2 separate regions of the Hordeum vulgare genome follow, and region 1 is linked to region 2. Evidence: chromatin contacts called from public Hi-C data. All regions are on one chromosome and are shown on one strand. The core of a region is the stretch at or near the end of the contact, and the rest is flanking DNA. Distances in the headings are between cores, read along the strand shown. Region 1 has its middle 130 kb from the start of LOC123427225. Region 2 holds the start of LOC123430076 (glutaredoxin-C9-like).

Evidence for each region. A called contact is a pair of places that touch in the nucleus more often than the background predicts.
Region 1: a contact with region 2 is called in a Hi-C map of seedling, with 6 times the contacts expected there. The contact joins the enhancer-like site here to the promoter of LOC123430076 in region 2. A contact is called at or near these places in 3 of 6 Hi-C or Micro-C datasets (leaf and seedling).

What each region holds. Positions count from the first base shown.
Region 1 is chr2H:354,133,938-354,138,797 of MorexV3_pseudomolecules_assembly, reverse strand. No RefSeq gene overlaps it. Among protein-coding and RNA genes, the nearest start is that of LOC123427225, 130 kb to the right of the region's middle. Within about 2 kb of position 2,862, at least 2 of the 3 cell types and tissues checked have open chromatin away from gene starts, as enhancers often do. A contact at or near this core is called in seedling, where this site is marked.
Region 2 is chr2H:353,852,923-353,857,846 of MorexV3_pseudomolecules_assembly, reverse strand. LOC123430076 (glutaredoxin-C9-like) reads left to right here and starts at 2,382. Exons shown (of 1, transcript XM_045113989.1): 1 at 2,382-3,363. The coding sequence starts at 2,515. The coding sequence ends at 2,946.

The DNA.
Region 1 (4,860 bases), core at 1,613-4,112, 280 kb before region 2:
TACTTGTCACAATATTTGTCACATAGTTCTCACATTAAATTAACTTGGTTATCAGGTTTATGAATGTCGATATACCTCATTAAAAAACTTGATTCATTGTGCTTGTGCTGGTCCATGCATTTACTTGCTTATTGTTAGTGCTTTAATAACAACTTTTTAGCTCCATTTAACACTACAATACTTAAAAGGTATAAATTATTGTCCTCGTAACTATGTATAATTTTTGTGACAACTGCACATCCGTAAGATGACAACTATGATGACATAAAGGGAAACACTTCGTATACATAGTCTGGCAAGACTCAAGCATCAGACCACTTAAACGTCGTCGATCAGTTCCATATCCTACGCTCAAAACTAGCCCTCTTTTGTAATTAAGGAAGTTAAAAAAATCATCCCGCAACGTCCGTGCAGGATCTTTTCCCCTAATCCCAGTTTCCTTTTCTAGAGCTCATCTTTCACCCCGAACGCAGCATATCTCCCTCACCTTGCCTGATCCCTTTTCCCTACTATGCCGTCCTTGATCCTTCTTCTTCCCTCTCCGTCCAGCAGAAGATCGAGCTCACCGAACAGTTGCGCCCCTGGCTCCTCCTTTTCTCCTCGTCGTCGAGCAGCCCGGCAACCCCATCTTCTACTCCACCGATGCGTTCCCTGGCCGAGATCGGTGCTGTCCAGGCCCCCATCTCAACTGCGATTCCTGGATCCATAGGAAAACCTCCTCTCAGCTCCATCTCTCACATGATGGCCCCCAAGGGAGACCTCGCTGGTGAGCCATCCTCAACGTGTCTGCAACCTCCTATGTGTTTGGTGCGTCCGTCGGAGAACAAGCAGATGCATCCGGTCCTTTTCCCCTCTTTGAAGCCCTCCCTCTCAGAATAGAAGGTATCAACAGTGCATCAATCCCCTCTCATTCGAAGATTGTTTTTCCTTGGTTACTATTGTTCTCCGTGTGGTGATCTTTAATTTCAAAATTGTAATAGGTGTCTAGTGTTGTGTGTGGAATATTCATAGTTACGCATGTCCAATGTGCGCCAAATATTGACTATTCTTGGCCTGAAATTGTTCTATCCAAGTACTACATCATTAAATCATCAAGTGTTGTTGGTTTTCTGATCACCCAAACTTCCATAGCTATGTTGACGACTGTCGTTTTTATTTTTTATTTTTTATTTTCTAGTGTCGAAGTTCAATGCTTCTAATGAAGTTGAGAATTGTTGAGATATTAACCTTTACATGGTTCCTACATATGTGTAGCTTCCTATAAATATATATATATATATTTTTTCTCATGGAAATGCTAACAATTATTGTTGGATTTCTAGTACTGTTGGAAGAAAGATGCATCTGCATGCTGGTGTCTACCTTGTTTAATTTTCATTTCAATTTTATCTTCTAGTTAAATTGGCTACTATTGACATACAACATGCATCCTACGAACAATTCCTCAACTGGAACTTTTCATGCTTCATATTGATTTGTTGTAACTACAAAATTCCATGCTTGCAGATAACACTTATTCTGTTACTTGAACTATCTTTTCATTCTTCTTTGTCATTGAGCTTTGTTTATTTAGGCTAGATTTCCATTTCCAATGCTCTATGCTTCAATTACAGATGAATCATATGTATCAACATATTTCCATGGTTCCTGCAAATTGTGCTTCCGAATCACACCTCAATTGCTTCAACCAATATTAGTTTGTGCTACGACGACGGAAACATTGCTTCTTATAATAAAATTATTGTTCATATTTTTTTTTCTTGCAACAATTTTTTTTGAACCACTACCAATCTATGATTCATTGAATATCATTTATGTTTCCATGAAAAACATACAAGATGCTCCTAAAATTTACTTATATATGTTTTCATGGTAGTGAATCCCGGCTTCAAGCATTGCAAATGTGTGCTTCTGTTGCTGTCTACACATTCGTTCGAGCAAGTGGGTGCTTGAACAAACATCGGTGATTCTTCTTTCACACATTATCGTACATGCTTCTTGCGGCAATATTTTGTTTCCAACCACTCTTGATGTTAGCTTATTGTTTGTTTCCAATATTTTTTCTATACAGATATTTTCCCACCCGATTAAGGCATACTTTATTTCAACAGAATGCTACTTGTGTTGAGTGTGCTCGACCAGAGATCACTTCTTATCGAAGGCGACCTTGTTGAAGAACTCGTGACGTGTGAGGAGCTCTTGTATGATCAGTAATTGAAAATGTACATCGAAGCTGCCTACGTATAAATGAAATTAGTGATGTTGTAGAAAGAATTGTATATTGTTTGGATCACATGAATTTGAGGTGATGTCTGTCCTTGTTTTGTGTTTCAGACAATTACTTTGACGAAACAAATGTTTCTATCAAATGTGAATATTTTCTTTGGTACAATAAATAATTTTCCTAAAGCAACCAAAAAGATACTTTTGTCTGATAGAAATGAGGCTTTCATGCATACAAAATAAAAGGATTTCTATCACATGATTGAATAATATGCTTGCATTGCATGAAAGGGTGCTTCCATCGATAAAAGTAACACTTCTATGATTGAATAATATGTTTACAACGTGAAAGTATGCTTCCATTGAAAAAACTAATGCTTTGCAAACTTCTGGTGAAAAGTGCATTTACCAAAAACACATCGCCATCTAAAAAAATGTTCCCTTGCACAAAACACATCTGCAAAAATAAAAATATATTTGTTCGTTGGAAGCAAATCACAAGCAGTTAGGAAGCTAATTACAAGTGATTAATGCAAAAACACGTAATTAACGGGAAGCATCCATAATTAGTGCTAATCATATCCTCTCATGGATGTCATGCGAGGCAAATCGGACGTCCGTGCTTCCTTCAATCGTACGGTGCATAGGTGGGCTGATGGATGGATTCCATCTATAGTCTGATGGCTAGCGCTCTCCTGACATAAATGTGGCAACTAGGAACGATGAAAGAAAATCGACGAAACATGTCAACATGGGATCTTATTTTGACTGTCTCGTCGAGACGAACCTAACGGTAAAGACGAATCTTCAATCAAATTATTAATCTGTGAAATAAATCATTTTTTCAACCCGCATGCATGCATGCATAGAGTCCACGTTGTTGTGGAGCAGGTTGAAAGCGACGGGTTGCTTTTTTTAATGCTCGGACATGTATGCACGGAAAGGAAAGGGTGCGGGAGTGCTAATTAGATTTTCTCATGTTTAAAATGTACTTTCTTTATAAAAATATGAAAATGTTTAGATCACTATTTAATGATTTAAATGATTTTATATACTGTACATCAATGATTTAAACGTCCTTATATTTATTTACAGAGAGTATTAACTAACCAGAACATCTTTCTTCATTTCGTTTTCCCGCTCTCTCCTTTGGAGCATTCCATTTTTTTTTCAGGGCGATTGACAAAAATTAACATCCCCGCAAGCAAGCTCAAACGCACAAAGCATAAACGTAGTGCTGTTGCATTCCAATATCAGTATGCATGCGGGCCTAGATCGAACAATTGATCAGTGAAGGAAGAGGCAAGAAGAGGAGGCCCAGGGAACATAATCACATAACCCAACAAAAAACGACTTTACCGGCACAATCTCTGTCCCAAAAAAGTTAGATCGATGCCTCACATCATCGGCTAGTAGTAGTACTAGTAGGAGTATCTGCGTCCTGCCTGCCGCGGCACACTTTAATTAAGCGTGCATGTTTTACTCTTCTAGACACCTTGGGCATGGCGAAAGCTAGCTACCAGGTAGGTAATGATTCTGCCCCAAGATCGCACGACACTATCCATTACAACATCACATTGGTTGGGCAACGAAAAAGACTAACATCGTGTCTTCCTCTGTCGACGGACACCCGTTTAGGGAACAAGCTTAGAGCATTTACAATCCGATCCCTTGTATCCGTGTTAACCAGCACTGTTTATATCTAACTCAAATATGGACGGATATGAGCGTTTACGAACAACCGGATACGCGTGTTACGTTGGTTTGATGATAGGGTCCTATGCAGACTTGTTCAGAAACCTGACAGTTCGACGGACGCCTTGTTCGTCGCCACGGTGTGAACATCGTGTGACGTCGCTGTAGGCACTTGACGTAGCTAGCATTTGACAACAGGGTGGACCGCTTCCTTTTTTTTTGACAACAAATATGACACATGTATTATCTAACTAATTATCATTAACACGTAAAAATAGATCAATATGATCTTACAACCGTACTAAAATTCTTAATTATGTCTCGGTTTTGCATAGAAAAACTAATATGGTACATACTATATACCTTGACAAATGAGAATTCAAAGAAGATTGTGTCTCCTACCTACGCTTTTGCATGGTTATGAAAGTATCAATTATGTCTTCTTCATTCACCTTAGAGAAAATTGTCAGGACCCCGATCTTAAGTCATAGGAATCCAGCCTGTAACACACAACATCACTTTAAGGTCTCACGCACGGTTAACCTTACGACTGCCACCTTACCTTCTCAGGGACCGTTTGTGTCTTTTAGCTCACGTTTGCAACGCGTCGCTAGCATTTCAATGTCAAAGAACCCGGGTTGACATAACTAGTTATAAATCCAAGTGGCACATCCATACACACAGAGGCATACGTAACCCAACAAAGCAGGTGTCGGCCATCAACATGTGTAGACGAGTCGTAGCAAGCTACAAGGCCTTCATTACATTGCGAGACATTTCCCCGAAGGGACAGACGCAACAGCTAAGAAGGATACATGCCGGTCAACCGATGCGTCCGAAGCAGTAGCAAGCTACCAAGGCTCAGTGGAATCACAAAGGGGCGTTTCTCTTAAAGAGTACTACTAAAGGCGCACAACTAGGCGTCGAACCTCATACATATCA
Region 2 (4,924 bases), core at 1,133-3,632:
ACACATGTATTACTGTTTCCGGTTAATAGAATTATAACATGAACAACAGACAATTATCATGGACAAGAAAATATAATAATAACTACTTTATTATTGCCTCTAGGGCATATTTCCAACAGCACCCACTTCACTTCACAAGAACAATCACAAGGACACATGCAATCATATACACCACCAAGGTGATACCACCACACCAAGATCAAACAAGGAAGACAAAAGAATTAAAGGCTATGCATGATGCATGATGCACATGAAATGACAACATCACCAAGTCTCTCATCCATTCACATTGCATCACAAGGTTGCCAAACATGAAAAGGAGAACAAAGGGGGATGGAAGGGCATTGGGGCTCTCACAAAAACACTGGCTTATTCGCTATATATATATATATATATATATATATATATATATATATATATATATATATATATATATATATATATATATATATATATATATATATATATATATATATATATATCAAAGCACACGTGCTTAAGGATTTGTATGTAGCAAATCCCAAATCCTCTCCGACGCAATCGATCCTCTCCGCGAGCAAATCCTTCAATCTACGGTCACACTTTCCCACGCGCACAACCAAAAAGGACCGATCCTATTTCGCGTGCTAGACATGGGCGGGGTTGCCAAGGGGTTCGCAATGGCTCGCCGCCACACAAGTGGGCCTACCATGACGACGAGTCCGGGAGCTCCGTCATCCGCCCGCCGATGAAGGAATGGTGTTGCGTGCAAGCGCAGGGGCGCGGCTCCGTCTCCCGCAGCGGCGATCAGTTGGTGTGGCGGTAATTCGACTGTCCCGACAAGATGCTCTAGCCGGTGATCAAGCGCCTTCGGGAGGGAGAGCACGAATTTTTCAAGGTGAAGGAGGCGGTCGCCGCCGGAGAAGAAGGGGTCAACGCGCGGTTAGAGACGGCCAAGGAAGAGTACGACTTTGCGTTCGTCCTCCCCAACTCCATGATGGAGTATCATCTCCATGTCAAGAAGGATGACTAGTTAGATTTTACTCCCTTCGTTTCATAATGTAAAATGTTTTTTCATACTACACTAATAAAAAAAAGTGTCTTGCGTTGTGTAAGGGAGGTAGTAGGTTTTAGATTTAGTATGTTTCGAGTTAGGTATGAAGTATATTTAAATTTGGGCGAAGTAGGATGACATAAACGCATATTTAAATTATGTAATACGCTTTACAAGATCTGCTGTGTCATGCAGCCGGCGTTACGGCAAAATTAATTTACAGTATCCCGTAAACGAATTTTAAGGTACCGCGGTTTTACCTGCTAAAGATGCTCTATTCGTTTTTTCTTAGGGAGTGCGGATTATTTGTGTTGGCTGTGTGGTGTGAGCCGTTGGTGACGAAGACGCAGCAATGATAGACGGTTATGCATGCCGGCCGGGCCTGCTGGGGGAATCGATCACGTGAAGGCAACGCGAGACGTGAATTTGTGACGACGGACGTGACGGCGTTTGGTGGTGCTGGGGCCCAGGAGTCAAACGGCGGCTGAGGGGGACGTCGTGCTGTCGGCTTGTCGGCTGCCGTGACGATCGACGCGGTCTTGTCGCCCTGTCATGTTCCGTTCCCTCCGTCTACTCGGCGTTCAATTCTATGCCTACAGGCTACAGGTACATGTAACTCTGGACATGATCAGTTCTTTTCCGGCCAACTGCACCCTCATGTCAAACACCCATAAGATAGATCACGGGGCAACCTGCCACCCTAAAATAGATCATGGGTAGCTTCTCCGGCGAGTGGCCGCTGCTTCTTCCTTCCCTCCGGCGGTCTGTTTCCTTGCTACGAAAATTGATTGACCCAAATTCTATTTGCAAGTGACTTAGATTTAGCTATTGTGTTTTTTCCCCGGGAAAAAGAAGAAGAAGACCAAGCTATTGTGTTTGTATATACGTACTTCAAATAATCAAATAATAAAGAGCAATTGATTTCGCTGATGTGGCACAAGATGAGTAAGCGGCCGTGCATGCTACATGCATGGATCGCCTAGCCATGCATCCATCTTTCGGCCATCCCTTTGCTTTTTTTCCTTCTCCTCGTCTAGGATGAAAAGCTACCGCCTACATACAGTGACCTCGCTTCGCTTTACTCTCTCATCTCTTGTAACCGATGTGGAATGGGGTGGAGTACTCGTGGTCAGAGTGTGCCGGGTTCGTTGCGGAGCTCGCGACCGTCTCTGCAAAAAGCGATCCATGTCTCTTTGACCCCCCACACCCTCAACCCAACCCTTCCCTTCCCTTCCCTTCTCCAACGCAGCAACGATCAGGACACACTTCGCGATTCGAGATACACACCCCCCCTTCCCATCGATCGACCCTGTCCGCTTCACCTCTCCTCCTATCCTATATAAACGCACCTCCACCTCTCCCTGTTTTCTTCACCCTCGTTCCCTTGCACTGCGCCAACAAAGAATTAACAACTATATACACACTCTCACTAGCGTAGCTAAGAGCTAAGGGAGGGAGAAGGAGAGGTCGGAGGCGTCAAAATGTTGAGGATGCAGCAGCAGCAGCAGGTTGATGGCGTGGTGGGCGGCGGCATCGTGGCGGAGGCAGAGGGCCACCAGGAGGCGGCGGTGTACGAGCGGGTGGCTCGCATGGCCAGCGGCAACGCGGTGGTCGTCTTCAGCGCCAGCGGCTGCTGCATGTGCCACGTCGTCAAGCGCCTCCTGCTTGGCCTCGGGGTTGGCCCCACCGTCTACGAGTTGGACCAGATGGGCGCCGCCGGACGGGAGATCCAGACGGCGCTGGCGCAGCTGCTGCCTTCGGGACCCGGCGCCGCCGGCCACCACCAGCAGCCGCCGGTGCCCGTGGTGTTCGTCGGCGGGAGGCTCCTGGGCGGCGTGGAGAAGGTGATGGCGTGCCACATCAACGGCACGCTCGTCCCGCTCCTCAAGGACGCCGGCGCGCTCTGGCTCTGACCGGCCACCTGCATTGCTGTCTCGCCGGCCGGAACTCATGGTGGCGATCAACGACGGCGTTTAATTTGCGTGTTGGTCGTTTTTCTTCTTTTTCTTTTCTTTTCTTTTCTTGTGCCAAGCCTGTGGCTGTGGGAAGGATGGACGCGTGCGATCGATGCATGGTGTGTTGAGCTTGACTAGCTAGTGAGATGTAGATATAATTAACAAGGAAAGCTTAATTAGCCGTGTCATTTGCGTGTGTTTATGTTCCTTAGGTGATTGTTATCTACGTAGGAGTAGTTGGTTACAGAGTGGAGAGGGATACTAGCAAGCTATCTATCAGACCAACAATGTAATGTAATGTAATGCAATGCAATGCAATGACGCCTAGCAAGCTAGCATGCACATCAGCACATGGTGTTATTATCCTGAGATAAATCAAGCGCCCTTTTATCTGTCCACCGTAAAACGTTACTACAATATCATATTGTAGTATTATGGTTTATTAAGCATGCTACTCCATCATATATACTCATGCTATCATTTCGGTCCATGTTACGCTTTGATGCGTACATGCATCTCATGCATGGTGTAGTAGTTACATTTTGATAATTGTTGGTGGAATATTGAATTTTTGAATTGATGGAAAGTGGGAAGACGCCGCAAGATGCGTCCATACAAGGTGATGCACGCGACTGTCCGTAGTACCGGTACGTACGCACGCAGTCGCAGATGGCAGACACATGCAGCAGAGCAAAGCCCCATGAAACGTTACTTTGCTTTTTTGTTTTTTTTTGCTGTTGCTGTTGGAGGGTTTGGTTCAAAGGCGTGAGGTAGCATGCATGAAGTGGTTGCCGTGAGATGCTTTAACCTCACTGTACCGGCTAGTTTTTTGCAGGCTTTCGTTGGTCATGGCCGGTAAGAATCGCTGAGGTTAGCCAAGACTAGATGCCGCTGGCAAGCAAGCAAGCACGGGTCGTGTGACGAGCCACAATGAACTCACCTGCATTACCAATACAAGACAAGCCATATTTCAGGCACGGTTAATTGCTAAACTTGATGTGCACTTTACTTGTGAATATGTACAGTCGTCGTGAATATGCCTTTGAACCAAGTATGTAAATTTTAAGAGAAAAGTAACGACATGGAGAAGAACAACTATACAAAATTAGTACTGTGGTCGTGATATGATACATACAAGTATATATGTAAATGTGTGCCGGTCAAAGCAAAGTGATAAGGTTTCCGGCGAGAAAAGAAACGGAAAAAGAAAGGGGGATGTAGTATTGTAACGCTAGGTTTGAAATGTCGGAGGTCATGGTGGAGTGGTGGACGGCAGAGGCAAGGCAAAAGAAAAAGTTGCCTGGGTGCAGTGGATGTACGTAAGTACGTGGGCATGGCGTGATGAGAACGAGTTTCCGTGAATAGGGCCGGCACGTCGCTGGGTTGTCGAAAGAGACGGAGAAGGAGCACCCCGTATAGACACTTAGACAGTATAGCAGTCCCGTCGGTCGTCACCCATGCATACGCATAACTGGCGATCCATATGCAAAGCAAAGTCCATCGCCCTTTGCCCGGTACCAGCATGCAGCATGCAGCATGCAGCATGCCGATGCCCTTTCGTCACTCGCTGCTGCTACACCACTACGCTCACTAGCTACGACAGCCTCAGCTATATGCCATGGATCGACATTCAAAAAAAAAATTACGACATTCAAAAAAACTAGTATATGCCATGGATACACGTAAGTAAACGTAGCAGTACATTACATACAATTACAGACGGGCCGTCGTTTTCAACCCCCCTCTCCTCTGAGCCAGCATTTGCAATGTGCCGATTCATCATATTAATGTCTGAATCAGATGTTTGCGATAGATAGCTCCACGCACACAGCGAGCCATTCTTTGATTGTTTTTGGCCGTGGTAGGTTTACTGACTAATCGATTATATACTTCACGTGGGTCTTCTAGTGGCACTCTTTTTTAACACACTACCACC